Linked DNA regions of Zea mays: region 1 is linked to region 2. Evidence: chromatin contacts called from public Hi-C data. All regions are on one chromosome and are shown on one strand. Each heading gives the region's core, a stretch centred on a gene start, on an enhancer-like site or on the middle of the called end of the contact. The rest is flanking DNA. Distances are from core to core; before and after follow the strand shown. Region 1 holds the start of LOC100194289 (60S ribosomal protein L32-like). Region 2 holds the start of LOC113664105.

Region 1 (5,791 bases), core at 721-3,220, 140 kb after region 2:
CTCGGCCTCGCGCTCGACCCATCTGGGCTGGGGCACGCGGCGACATTCACTCGTCGGCTTAGGGACCCCCCGGTCTCGAAACGCCGACAAATTTGATCTCTTGAGTGTGTCTAGAATTGAATGCTAGAGCTCTTGTAAGTAGTTGGAAGGTGGAAAACTTGGATGACTTGAATGTGGGGTGGTTGGGGGTATTTATAACCCCAACCACCAAACTAGCCGTTTGATGGAGGCTGCTGTCGCATGGCGCACCGGACAGTCCGGTGTGCCACCAGACACTGTCCGGTGCGCCAGCCACGTCACCAGGCCGTTGGGTTCCGACCGTTGGAGCTCTGACTTGTAGGCCTGTCTGGCTGTCCGGTGGTGCACCGGACAAGTCCTGTAGACTGTCCGGTGTGCCACCCGCGCGTGCTCTGCTCCTCTGCGCGCGCTGGCGCGCATTAAATGCGTTGCAGACGACAGTTGGCGCGAAGTATCCGTTGCTCCGCTGGCTCACCGGACAGTCTGGTGTGCACCGGACATGTCTGGTGAATTATAGCGGAGCGGAAATCCGAAGCTGGCGAGTTCAGAGCCGCTTTCCTCTGGAGCACCGGACACTGTTCGATGTGCACCGGACATATCCGGTGAATTATAGCGAAGCGCCTCTAAAAATTCCCAAAGGCGCGAAGTTTGGCTTGAAGTCCCCTGGTGCACCGGACACTGTCCGGTGGCACACCGGACAGTCCGGTGCGCCAGACCAGGGCTGCCTTCGGTTATCCCTTGCTCTTTTTATTGAACCCAATTCTTGGTCTTTTTATTGGCTAAGTGTGAACCTTTGGCACCTGTATAACTTATACACTAGAGCAAACTAGTTAGTCCAATTTATTTGTGTTGGGTAATTCAACCACCAAAATCATTTAGGAAATAGGTGTAAGCCTAATTCCCTTTCAGTGTCCAACAAGCTGGGAGTCCGGAACATCGCTAACGCCAGGAAGGCACTCACCGTGTCGTTGGCGCTGTCCGTGACGCTGGGGGTGGCGTTCCTGCTGCTCCTGGGCCTCGGCCACGACCTCTAGGTGTGCCTCTTCACCACCAGCGAGGCCGTGGTCAGCGCCTTCGCCTCCATGACGCTGCTGCTCATCGGCTCCGTCGTGCTCGACTCCACGCAGAGGGTGCTCTGCGGCGTCGCCAGGGGCTGCGGGTGGTAGCACCTGGCGGCGTGGACCAACCTGGTGGCGTATGTCATCGGCTTGCCGCTCGCGATCACGCTCGCCTTCCAAACCAAGGTACATGATCTGTTCTATTCTGAATAAATGAATGTTCATGTACCAAATAATTAATGAATGTTAATGTACCAAATTAACAATGCATGCCTGTGTCATCCAGGGGCTGTGGATGGGGCAGATATGCAGCCTCCTCTGCCAGAATTACGTCCTCTTTTTCATCACCCTGCGAACCAACTGGCAGGAGTTAGACCTGGCCATGTTCAACAAGGACAACAATTTTGTCTGCTAGGAATCTAGAAAGAGTTTTTCTTTTCTTTTTTGCCATGTGCTGTTACTGAAACATTGAACCATCAGCATCAGGCTTCGACAGAGTTGTCTGGTGTTTGCTCATTAGCCATTATCAATTCATCATCAGTGTAACACTACAAATTGTAATATTTGGAATCTCGGAGATAGAAATTAAAAATGTTCTAATACGCTAATATAGCTGACGCTTTGTTGATAGGCGCCTCCTGTTCTAGTCACCATAAAAAGCAGCAAGAATGTAAGGAGACGTCACAATATGGGCCAGACCTGGCTTAGCCACCTAAAGAAGCCCATCTAAAGCAGACCCAGCCCAAGGACTCAACTGACTCTCTTCTTTTCTGTATATTTGTCATTTTATCAAACTAAGGCCCAATAATATAGGAGCCCATCCACTCCGATCCAGCCATCCGACTCGGTTACAACAGTCCACATCCCAGCAGTTCGTCCGCTAGGGTTTTAGCCCGGTACCCCGAATCCCGCTCCTCCGCCGCCTCGCGTCCACCCTTCCTCTTGGCGCGCTCCGATCCAAGGTTCCTGCCGCCTCCTCGTCGGCGAAAGTCTCCCTCTATTTTCCTCGTTCCTTCGCTCCTTGTTCCCCGTCTCACGTCTCCGCGTTCGCTGTTGCCTGTTTGTGATCGGTGACGGAGCAGAGATGGCGGTGCCGCTGCTGACAAAGAAGATCGTGAAGAAGCGGGTCAAGCAGTTCAAGAGGCCCCATCTCGACCGCTATAAGTGCCTTAAGGTCTGAAGCTTCATCCTCTTCTCATCTCTGGAATGTATGTGTGTGTGTGTGTGTGTGCCTCGTGCTGCCTTCTTCGCAGCCGGATCTGTGCGCTTGATAGAAGTCGTTATTTTGCAGAGCAGCGCTTTTGTTGAGTTGCTTTAGTTTAACACCTGATGTATGGATACAGAATTTATCCCTATGGTTTTTTACCTTCTGAACATGCTTATTAAAGCAGTAAAACGATAAAATGTTAGGAGCCGCCTTTTTAACCTTTAAACGTTCAAAAGTCTTTTCAGACATTGACATAAAACTACAAAAGTCCATGATAAAATATGCTCATACTCATTAGTTCAATTCTCAAAACAAATAGCATAAAAGGAAGTTGATCAAGTTCAATCACATAGGTCTATGCATCTAGGCACTCTGGTGGCGGTGCTAGAGTAGGGAGGTGGGCGGCAGCAGGCGCCCGAGGTGGGCGATGAGGGTTGGTGCTGGGGGAGGGAGGCGGGCGGCGCTGGAGGTGCAGCTCATGGCGGAGCTGGAGTAGACCCTGCCTGGTGGAGATGTGGGTTGTGGAGGCCAGCGGCGCTATGAGAGGCGAGAAAATGGAGCTAGAGGCCAGCGGCTTGACCTGTGAGCTGATGTGCCTCACAGAGTTGGGCCTTTGAGTTGAGAGTTCCTACACTCTAAAGTGCCCGAAACACGAGTTAAACATCCAAAGATGTTTAAACGCGTTTCACGGATGTTCTACGCGATGTGGTCAAAACATCCTCCAGCTCATAAATACATTTTACCGTTTAACTTCGCTTAAATGTCATTTTCATAACCATGCTTGTAAAATCGTATGCTGGTTTATTTGTACATAGATCTTCCCTGATAAAATTTCTATTTAGCTGCCTGGTTTAATCGTACCTAGATCTGGAACGGCATGTTGATGCTTTGTGACAGCAAGATACACATTTGTTTTTTCTAGATTAACTGCTTGAAACCGTAAATAACCTACAGATACGCACTCATTCTGTTTGGATTAAAGTGTATTTTGGCTCCCAGGGTTGTATCTACACAAGAAGTTTATTTTGGCTCTGATACATGCTTCGACATTGTTTTTTGCCTTGTGCAATGGATTCTTCACTTGCTTGAAATTGTGGACCGGAGTAATTTTTTGCAGGCATCTAATTGTGTGTAGAAATACAGAACAAACGTAGGATTTTCAAGGCGTGCATGATGAATTATCATTATTTTGCAACAATTTTGTTATCCTCTAGTTCTGTTGGGTACATCAGTCATCAACTAGTACAGAGAACCATGATTGCATCAACTGAAATTTTTAGCAGCACCTTTCGAAAGCTGTATTGTTTAAAAATTTGTTTGATTGCAGCAGTATATAGAGATTACCTAATTGATCTTTAGCTGATTACCTTAGTACTGTTATCTTGTTTCAGATTGCAATGGTTTATTTGTTATCAGAGCGCGGTATATAGAGATTACCTAATTGATCTTTAGCTGATTACCTTAGTACTGTTATCTTGTTTCAGATTGCAGCAGTCAGTTAATGCTGATTGCAATGGTTTATTTGTTATCATAGCGCGGTATATAGAGATTACCTAATTGATCTTTAGCTGATTACACTAGTACTGTTATCTTGTTTCAGATTGCAGCTTCAGTATTTTTGTAATTAGGTAATGCTGCGCTACTGGATAAAATTTTGTTCTCGCTACTTAGCTTCTAGTTCTGTATTTTTTTTATCACAATGAAGTTTTAATATTTTCTTTGATTGTGATGGTTTTTAAATTTGGACTCAGTTTTGAAACTGGCTATGTGTACTATATGGATTGTATTGTACTATTTTTTAATGCACTAAGAGGTTACTGATGTTAGTAACCCTTGTTTGTATACGCTTTTACTGATGGTTAGCCAAATAATGAAAATGTTGTAGTTTCTGGTAGAACATTATGGATGTTGGATTAGTTTCACAATTACTTTCAATCATCTCTTGACTCAATATTATGGATGTTTAACCCATATCTTTGTGTTTATCTCCCTCTATATCATTATCTATAATTCTATATTCTAGAGGACTAACTATGACTGTTTATTGTTTGTACAGCCAAGCTGGCGCAGGCCAAAGGGTATTGACTCCCGTGTCAGGAGGAAGTTCAAGGGATGCACCTTGATGCCCAACATTGGTTACGGCTCTGACAAATCAACCAGGCACTACCTCCCCAACAAGTTCAAGAAGTTTGTGGTGCACAATGTCTCTGAGCTGGAGTTGCTCATGATGCACAACAGGTATCAATTTACATTTCCAACCTTTCTTTTGCCATTGCCTGTGTCAGCTGATTGTGATTTTTCCCGTGTGTGTGTTTGTAAACCATTTTCTCTTGAAGTTTTTTTACTGATGCAATGCACCCTTACCTTGCACACATAGAACCTACTGTGCCGAGATCGCCCACAACGTTTCAACCAAGAAGCGCAAGGAGATTGTTGAACGTGCCGCGCAGCTCGACATTGTGGTCACCAACAAGCTCGCCAGGCTCCGCAGCCAGGAGGATGAGTAGTCTGGTTTCTTGTCACAACGGCCAAATAGATCCTGCCATTCCCGGCTGTAGGAAACTACTCTGCTTTGTGCCTTGTTAGTACTTAGAATACCAGACATTTCTACATTTTTGGTACCAGTAGCGACTTCTATGTGGCATATTCTACTGTTATCTTGCGTCTTAATTACCTGCACCTCATGGTTTCATTGGTGTCGTATGTCATCCTTGCATTGGTGGGCAATTCATGGCCGCGCAGGGTGCGCGTATGGTGGTTTTGCTTATTTTATCCAGTCTATGGGTAGCAAAGGGATTGTTGTATGGTTGCATGACAAGTTTGGTCAGGTTTGCTAAAATGATGGATTTGTTTGCCCTCTACCATTTGGGCTGTTGCTGGCTAGCGCACAACACTACTGGATAGGTTAATGCAAGTATGCAATGTACTCTATCCCACGTACAGTTTTTAATGCAAAAAATGCAATATACTTGTTATGATACAAGAGCCTCTCTAAATGTGTGTTTATTTTTACCAAACTAAAGTTTAGTACCTGTAATGTTTGAATGACAGTTACGAGTACTAAATATAGTTTAATTATAGAACTAATTACACCGATGAAGACTAGACCATCTAGCGAACTCTGCTGGTAAGAGTGAAGATATAGATGTCGTATTTTTTTAAGAGTGCTAACTCTGCTGGTAAGAGTGAAGATATAGATGTCGTATTTTTTTAAGAGTGCTAGAAAAACAGATAATATTTGGTGAAAATTAAATGACGTTGCTGGCGTCACCGGTGCCGGCGCCACTGCTCCACGACAAAGATCTTTGTCGGTTGCGCGTTAGGTGAACCTATACTATTCCATGGCTGGTAGTAGTTTGAGGCTTAGTATTAATTATGGGTGATAATAGGCTCTATCTTTAATTTACAGTCTTGTTTCTATTTATTTTTTGGACTAAAATTTATTTAAGGTTTTACTAATTTATGAAGAAGCATTTGGATAGCAGTATAGCACAGCAGTGTAAAAGGA
Region 2 (6,114 bases), core at 3,449-5,948:
TCTCTCAGAGGAGCTTTGACTGGCTTAGAGAAAGGGACCAACTTCGAGCGGAAATGGAGGCAGGAAATGTGTTTCAAGGAATGCGTGAAGGTCGAATCAAATTTCCTCCGACCTACAAATTCCAACGACACCAGATGGGTCTCTCAGGTACTGTATTTGATGCTTATAATACTTGCCTGTCGCATGGTTTATTCGTACCACCTGCTTTAGATATGAGTTTGTTCCATCATCTCCATGCAGGGTACGATTCAGGCGAGAAGAAGAGAATACCTGCTTGGTGCGATAGAATACTATATCGTGATAGCCGTTCTGTATCAATGCCTGAATGCTCATTAGAGTGTCCTGTTGTCGCTGCAATTACAGCGTAAGGCCCTGTTCGTTTTTTACGGATTGAAGGCCTGAAACAGTTCCTGGTCGGATTGTTTTTCTAATTTATATAAGTTTTGATGAATTGGATTGAATCCTGGTCTAATCCTACACAAACGAACTGGCCCTAAGGTTTCACAGAGCCAGGCGTTTTTTGTATTTCGACCATCTTTTGTGTGTGTTGAGGAAGAGAACTACTGGAGTTATGTGACCCTTCTTTAGTATAACTATTCCTTGCAGAATTAACTTGTCGTTGTTTTTTTTTTGCTCTTTGATAGGTACGAAGCTTGCATGGATGTCACAGATAGTGATCATAAACCAGTGAGATGTACATTTAGCGTTGATATTGCGAGAGTAGACGAGCTGATAAGAAGGCAAGAGTATGGAAAAATAGTCGAGTCTAACAAAAGGGTACACTCTTTGCTTCGGGAGTTGCATTTTGTTCCGGACACTATCGTCAGCACAAACAACATTATATTGGAAAACCAAGAAGATGTCATCCTCCGAATAACTAATAACTGCGAAACTAGTAAGGCTGCATTTGAAATCCTGTGTGAAGGCCAATCAATCAGAAAGCAAGATGGAACTAAATCTGAGCCAGTCATAAGGGCATCCTTTGGCTTTCCACTTTGGCTTGAGGTAGAGTTACTCTCTCTCTCTCTCTTTGTTTTTTAGTCTATATGTACACATTTTCTGTATTTCTACTGTTCTAGTACCACCTCTACCGTACTTTATTCTGCTTTTAGTTATAACACATGTTTCTCCCACCCTGCAATGCCCGACAGGTCCAGCCATCATCCGGCCTCATCGGACCAGGAGACACAACGGAAGTCGCCGTGCACCACGAAGACTTCTTCACGCAAGAAGAGTTCGTCGACGGGGTGCAGCAGAGCTGGTGGTGCGAGACCACCAGAGACATAGAGGTCGTCCTGTCGGTGAACGTCACGGGCGTCGCCTCGACCGAGGCCGCCACGCACAGGATCACCGTCCGGCACTGCTGCCCGGCGCCTCCAGCCCCGCCGTCCGCTAACCCACGCGGCCCCATTACCGACTCACCTAGCGACGCTGTGCCAGGTCCCAAGAGTAGCCAGTCGAATCACTTGCTGCGTTCTGACTTCGCAAACTTCGGCAGCTCCGAGGTGCGCGACCTGTGCGGCGTGCGGAAGCGGAACCTGTAGAGACGAGCAGCTCAGTTTTGTTTTGCCTGGTGCTGTGGTTTTTTTGCTTTCTGTCCGAGTGTTTAGCCGGTGGAGTCTTGGATTTCTTGCCTAAGCTTGGGGGTGGGGGTGGGGAGAGAAGAAGTGGTTCTGCTCTTCATCTTGTTCTGTACATATGCGTCCCTGACCTCTCACGTCTCACCGTCCTTTGCATATCAGATCAAAAAGGGAAAAGAAAAAAGTGTGTGTGTGCAGTTGTTGCAAACATTTTTCTTTTTACATTCTTACGTTCTAGATGTGGCATTGAAATTATGTGGTTAGAAGGTGGAGTACATAATTGTGTGTGTACTTATAATAGAGGTTTACTTCATTGAATCAAGCTAGTGTGAATTATACACAGAGGCAGTACATTTAACTTACAGGGCAATTCTCTTGGATTAATGAGGCAGTGATCTTTTGTGCAGAAGAACCTATACCCAAAAAAAGTGTTCTTTTTCTTCCTTCCCTTTCCCAGTCTCACAATTCCAAACTTCAGCTCAAGCTCAGCAAAACACTGGCTTTTCGTTAAGAATGCTGGGAACCTGAAAGCACCGTCTATCCTGCCTGGGCCTGTTATTCCTACCATGTTTGATTCGAGCTGGACGATGCTTTGCTTTGCTCCCACTTCACACACCTCAGTTTGAGGTGGCTTCTAGTTCCAGGCTTTCCAGTTTCCACCCACCAGCACACCAGCTGAAGGTGACCCACATGGGAGTTAATGCGTTTGAGGTGGATAGGAGTTGAGCCAAGTGCAGGCGAAACAAACTTTCCAACTCCCCGTTGGAGAATGGGTCATGCACTCATGCAGGCTCACGCAGCCAAAAGATTCAGCAGATTTGACATCCAATAACAGTCCTGGTGTGCAGTTAGGTTGGGTCAAATCTGGTACACTGAACAGTCCAAGCGCGGTGACGATTTTGGTGACAATAGTTGGGTTTGGCCAGGCGCCCAGGCCACTGGCCTCGCCTCCAATGACCAGGTCACAAAACAAAACAATGTTGGAGATGACGAAAAGTTTTTGGAATTTGAAAGAATACAAAAAAAAAGGTTTGAATTGGCAGGAGATCACAAGGGATGTTCCTACGACCGTATGGAAAGTGAGACTTGTGGAGCTAGTTTCCACGTCATGATAAATGTACAGGAACATCATCGTCTGTAAAGGTGCACGTCATCATAATCAGCTCTCTCTCTCTCTCTCTCTCTCTCTCTCTCTCTAAATCTTGAAGTAAACTGTATACATGTAACGAAGTACTATGTGAACTACTACCGGTCTAGATTAGCATGCATGTATGTGTAACGAAAACACGATGGGAAAGAAGCGCGCCAGCGCCAGCCAGTCGCACGGCTGTTTGCTGCCTCTCCAGATGATGGAGATACATGGCGACGAGCTACATAGACAGCGGCAAGCGGCCGCCGTTAGAGGTGCCGTTGTAGCTCTTGCTTTCCTCCTTCCTCCGCCTCAGAACGACGCCCCACGTGACGGCCTCCAGGGCCACGGCGACGGCGCCGAGGACGGAGATGGCGGCGATGTAGCCCGTCTTCCACCTCTGCTCCACGTCGAGGATGGCCATGCCCTTGAAGATGTTGACGACGCCCAGCACGATGACGGTGTAGCCGACCGAGTGGTGGTAGGCGTTCCAGTACACCCGGTACTTGTGGTCCTTCTTCGGCCTCAGGAAGAGCGCGAAGATCTAGCGAACGGTGGAAGAAGAAGAAGAAGAAGAAGATCAGCGGGGGGCGGGCGTCGGAGTTTCCATGCACCAGCTGGGTGAAAACAGTGAAGCGTGTGAGTTATGAAGTACCTGCAGAGTGCCGAGAGCGAAGACTGTGATCCCGATGTTCCTGTGGAGCGAGTAGGTGATCCCCTTGGACAGGTTTCCGAGATGGATGCCGGTCGCCCAGCCGGACACCCCGACGCCGTACCCGAGCAGCTGGCAAGCGACGTGCAGGTAGAACCACGCCGGGTCAGCCGACCTGAACGTCTTGAGGTATCTCGCGAAGATGGCTCCCATGGGCAGCAGAAGCCCCCAGCTCACCGCATTCAGGATCCCATGAGTCTACAGGAAGAACGGATGGTTTGATAAGAGACCAGAAAAATACTGGACAGTGTACGCCCAGAGCGAAACCGGTGGTTAACAGATGGTAGCTAGATGACAACAATGGCATTCTTAATGGGAACGGAGACTTCTTCATCAGTTTGTCACAGGTCACATGGCTGGCACACTACTGTTAGAGCGAGAGGGTTTATATCTTGTGGAATAAAATATGCCAGCTGATTGTCTTGGCTGTATCGAAGAACTGCCCTGATGGGGTCAGAATCGAAGAAACGAAGGAATGCCTTGTTAATAACGCGAACAGACGAAGGGTGGGGGTCTGGGGAGTGGGGACCGACCAACTCACATTTTTCTTCCTGATGATGCTGCCCCCTCCGCTGGCGGCGGCAGTGGCGCCGGTTAGAAGGTTGAGCGTCCCCTTGGCGTTCATGTTGTCGCCCTTGGTGTCGTGTATCTGGATCCCGCCGGAGTAGGGCCCGACCTGCCAGACGTGGTTGACCTCGGCGCCCGTGCCGTTGGGGAGCACGAGGGTCGCGAACACGCGGACGCGGCCGTCGCCGCCGACCTCGGCGGCGAGGCCCGACGTCCGGTAGGCGGAGAGCGGGCCCGGGGCGCCGAGCGAGGTCCCGGAGATGCTGTAGGTCTGCACCTCGTACGCGCCGCCGCCGCCGGAGCTGGGGACGGCGACCAGCGCCTGCGTGCCGTCCATGCTCTGCGCCCTGGGGTTGAGGCCCCAGGCGACCCAGCCGCCCGCGGAAGGCGGGGCCGCCAGGAACGCCACGGACAGGGACGCCGCCGCGGCGTCGTAGGACCAGTGCAGCGACGCGCCCAGGCGGGCCAGGTCGGCGCACGCCGCGAACGCGCGGTTGCCCGAGAACTTCTCCGCCGCGCAGGCGCCGGCGCCGGCGGCGTGCGCGGGCGCGCACGCAGCGGCGGCGGCGAGGACGGCGAGGAGGAGGAGCCGCGGGATGGACATGGCCGCGGGGTCTCGTGGGCGGGCCGGTGGCACAGTAGGCTCCAAGCCCAAGGTGTCGTTTGTTTGGGTTACGGATCGGAGCTGGAGCTTGGGCGCAGGGCGCTGAAGAGGCTGGTGCGGGTGTGGTCCGGGTGTGGAGGCGGGCTCGGTTAATAGAGGAGGAGGGCACGAGGCCGCAGATGGCGGTGGACACGTGGGGGCGGAGATTGACGCGGTCGTCCCAGTGACAGCGAAGTATCCTTTTAGCAGCAGATAAACGAATCCGAGCACGTGCGGTGGATGCCAGCTGAAGGTGCGGATCAACTTAATCTATATTTATTCTCTATATCTGTATTTTATATCTACGTGCATAGACGGGAGTGTTGTATATAATTTTTTTTCTTCTAAATTTAGAGTATAGGATCATTTTAGAGGACCTGGAGGCAGTCTCAAACTAGCGTGACCTGCGCCGCAGGGAGTGGCTGGTCTTGGCATGCAGCGGTGGGGTGCACCGTCTATGGACTCAACTGTGGCGTCGGCGCGTCGCGTCCTCTCTCTCTCTCTCGCCCCAGGATCTCACGGTCCGGCGGAGCCTTCCACCGCCCGCTGGTCTGGTCACAGCTGTGAACTTTGGGAGCGACGGCGGCCGAGTGCCGAAAGGCGATGGACCACCTGGCTTGGGTACGGCCGCCCGCCCAGTGTACGCGCTCGCGCGCTTCGACGTCGCCGCTCGGGCGTCCCGGTTCAGACGCTAGGCTACGACACGGCAGTCTGTCCACACACGCCGGCCCGATCGACGTGACCCGAATCCGTGCCTCTTCTCTTCACATCGATCTCTTCTGTCGTTCTCCCGTGACGCGGGTTTGTCGTCGACATGGAGCAGAAACTCGGTCCCGTCGTCCGCACGTACGTCGCCGGGGATAAGCATGAGAGGCGCCCGGCCGGCCGGGAGGAGGAGGGACATGCATGGACGACAGCCACGCGACGGCCGGGGGGCCGGGCTCTGGCGCGCGTGGTGGCGCCGGCGCCGGCGGATGCGGATCCCGTAGACGTGCGATGCGCCCGACTGAGACCCCGAGAAGGACGCGCGGCGCTTTGGTGGTCCAGCCGGCCGGCGAGGGATCGCGACGGGGCACCCTCCTCTCCTGACCGACGCCACCGTGACGGCGGCATTGCGTATACGGTCGCCTACTCGCCTGGCGTGCTCGTTGGTTGAGGGGGGGTGGCCATAATTACAGGTAACCTAACCAAACGAGTCAAACAGATCGACCCAACCAACGAACCAACCAACAAAATCCGCCCGCAGGTTGGCAGATGGGCGAGATACGGCTGAAACTGAAAGGGAGACGGATCCCATTTCATGTCGACGTACAGTAGCGAGAAACCTGCCAAATCTTTCACACCAAACAAGGCAGAGGCAGGCAGGCTGACGGTTGAAGCCTCGCAAATTGGAGGAGTGGACAGTGGAGGTGGAGCCACCACTGAAGCAGTGTCAACCTTTTCGGTTGCATTGTGCAGCAGCAGTTTGCTGACCAAAGACCCC

What was found. A called contact is a pair of places that touch in the nucleus more often than the background predicts.
Region 1: a contact with region 2 is called in a Hi-C map of leaf, with 7 times the contacts expected there. The contact joins the promoter of LOC100194289 here to the promoter of LOC113664105 in region 2. A contact is called at or near these places in 3 of 25 Hi-C or Micro-C datasets (ear, leaf and tassel) and 1 of 3 datasets of contacts at active chromatin or transcription factors (leaf).

What each region holds. Positions count from the first base shown.
Region 1 is chr1:196,245,616-196,251,406 of Zm-B73-REFERENCE-NAM-5.0, forward strand. LOC100194289 (60S ribosomal protein L32-like) reads left to right here and starts at 1,971. Exons shown (of 4, transcript NM_001371640.1): 1 at 1,971-2,038; 2 at 2,159-2,250; 3 at 4,340-4,521; 4 at 4,661-4,977. The coding sequence starts at 2,161. The coding sequence ends at 4,790. It also overlaps the pseudogene LOC103645157.
Region 2 is chr1:196,103,627-196,109,740 of Zm-B73-REFERENCE-NAM-5.0, forward strand. It overlaps LOC113664105, which reads right to left and starts at 4,699. Exons shown (of 3, transcript NM_001367435.1): 1 at 3,963-4,699; 2 at 3,365-3,619; 3 at 2,783-3,253. The coding sequence starts at 4,592. The coding sequence ends at 2,951. It overlaps LOC103642551 (type II inositol polyphosphate 5-phosphatase 15), which reads left to right. Exons shown (of 11, transcript XM_035964208.1): 8 at 1-147; 9 at 241-364; 10 at 645-1,005; 11 at 1,152-1,942. The coding sequence ends at 1,544.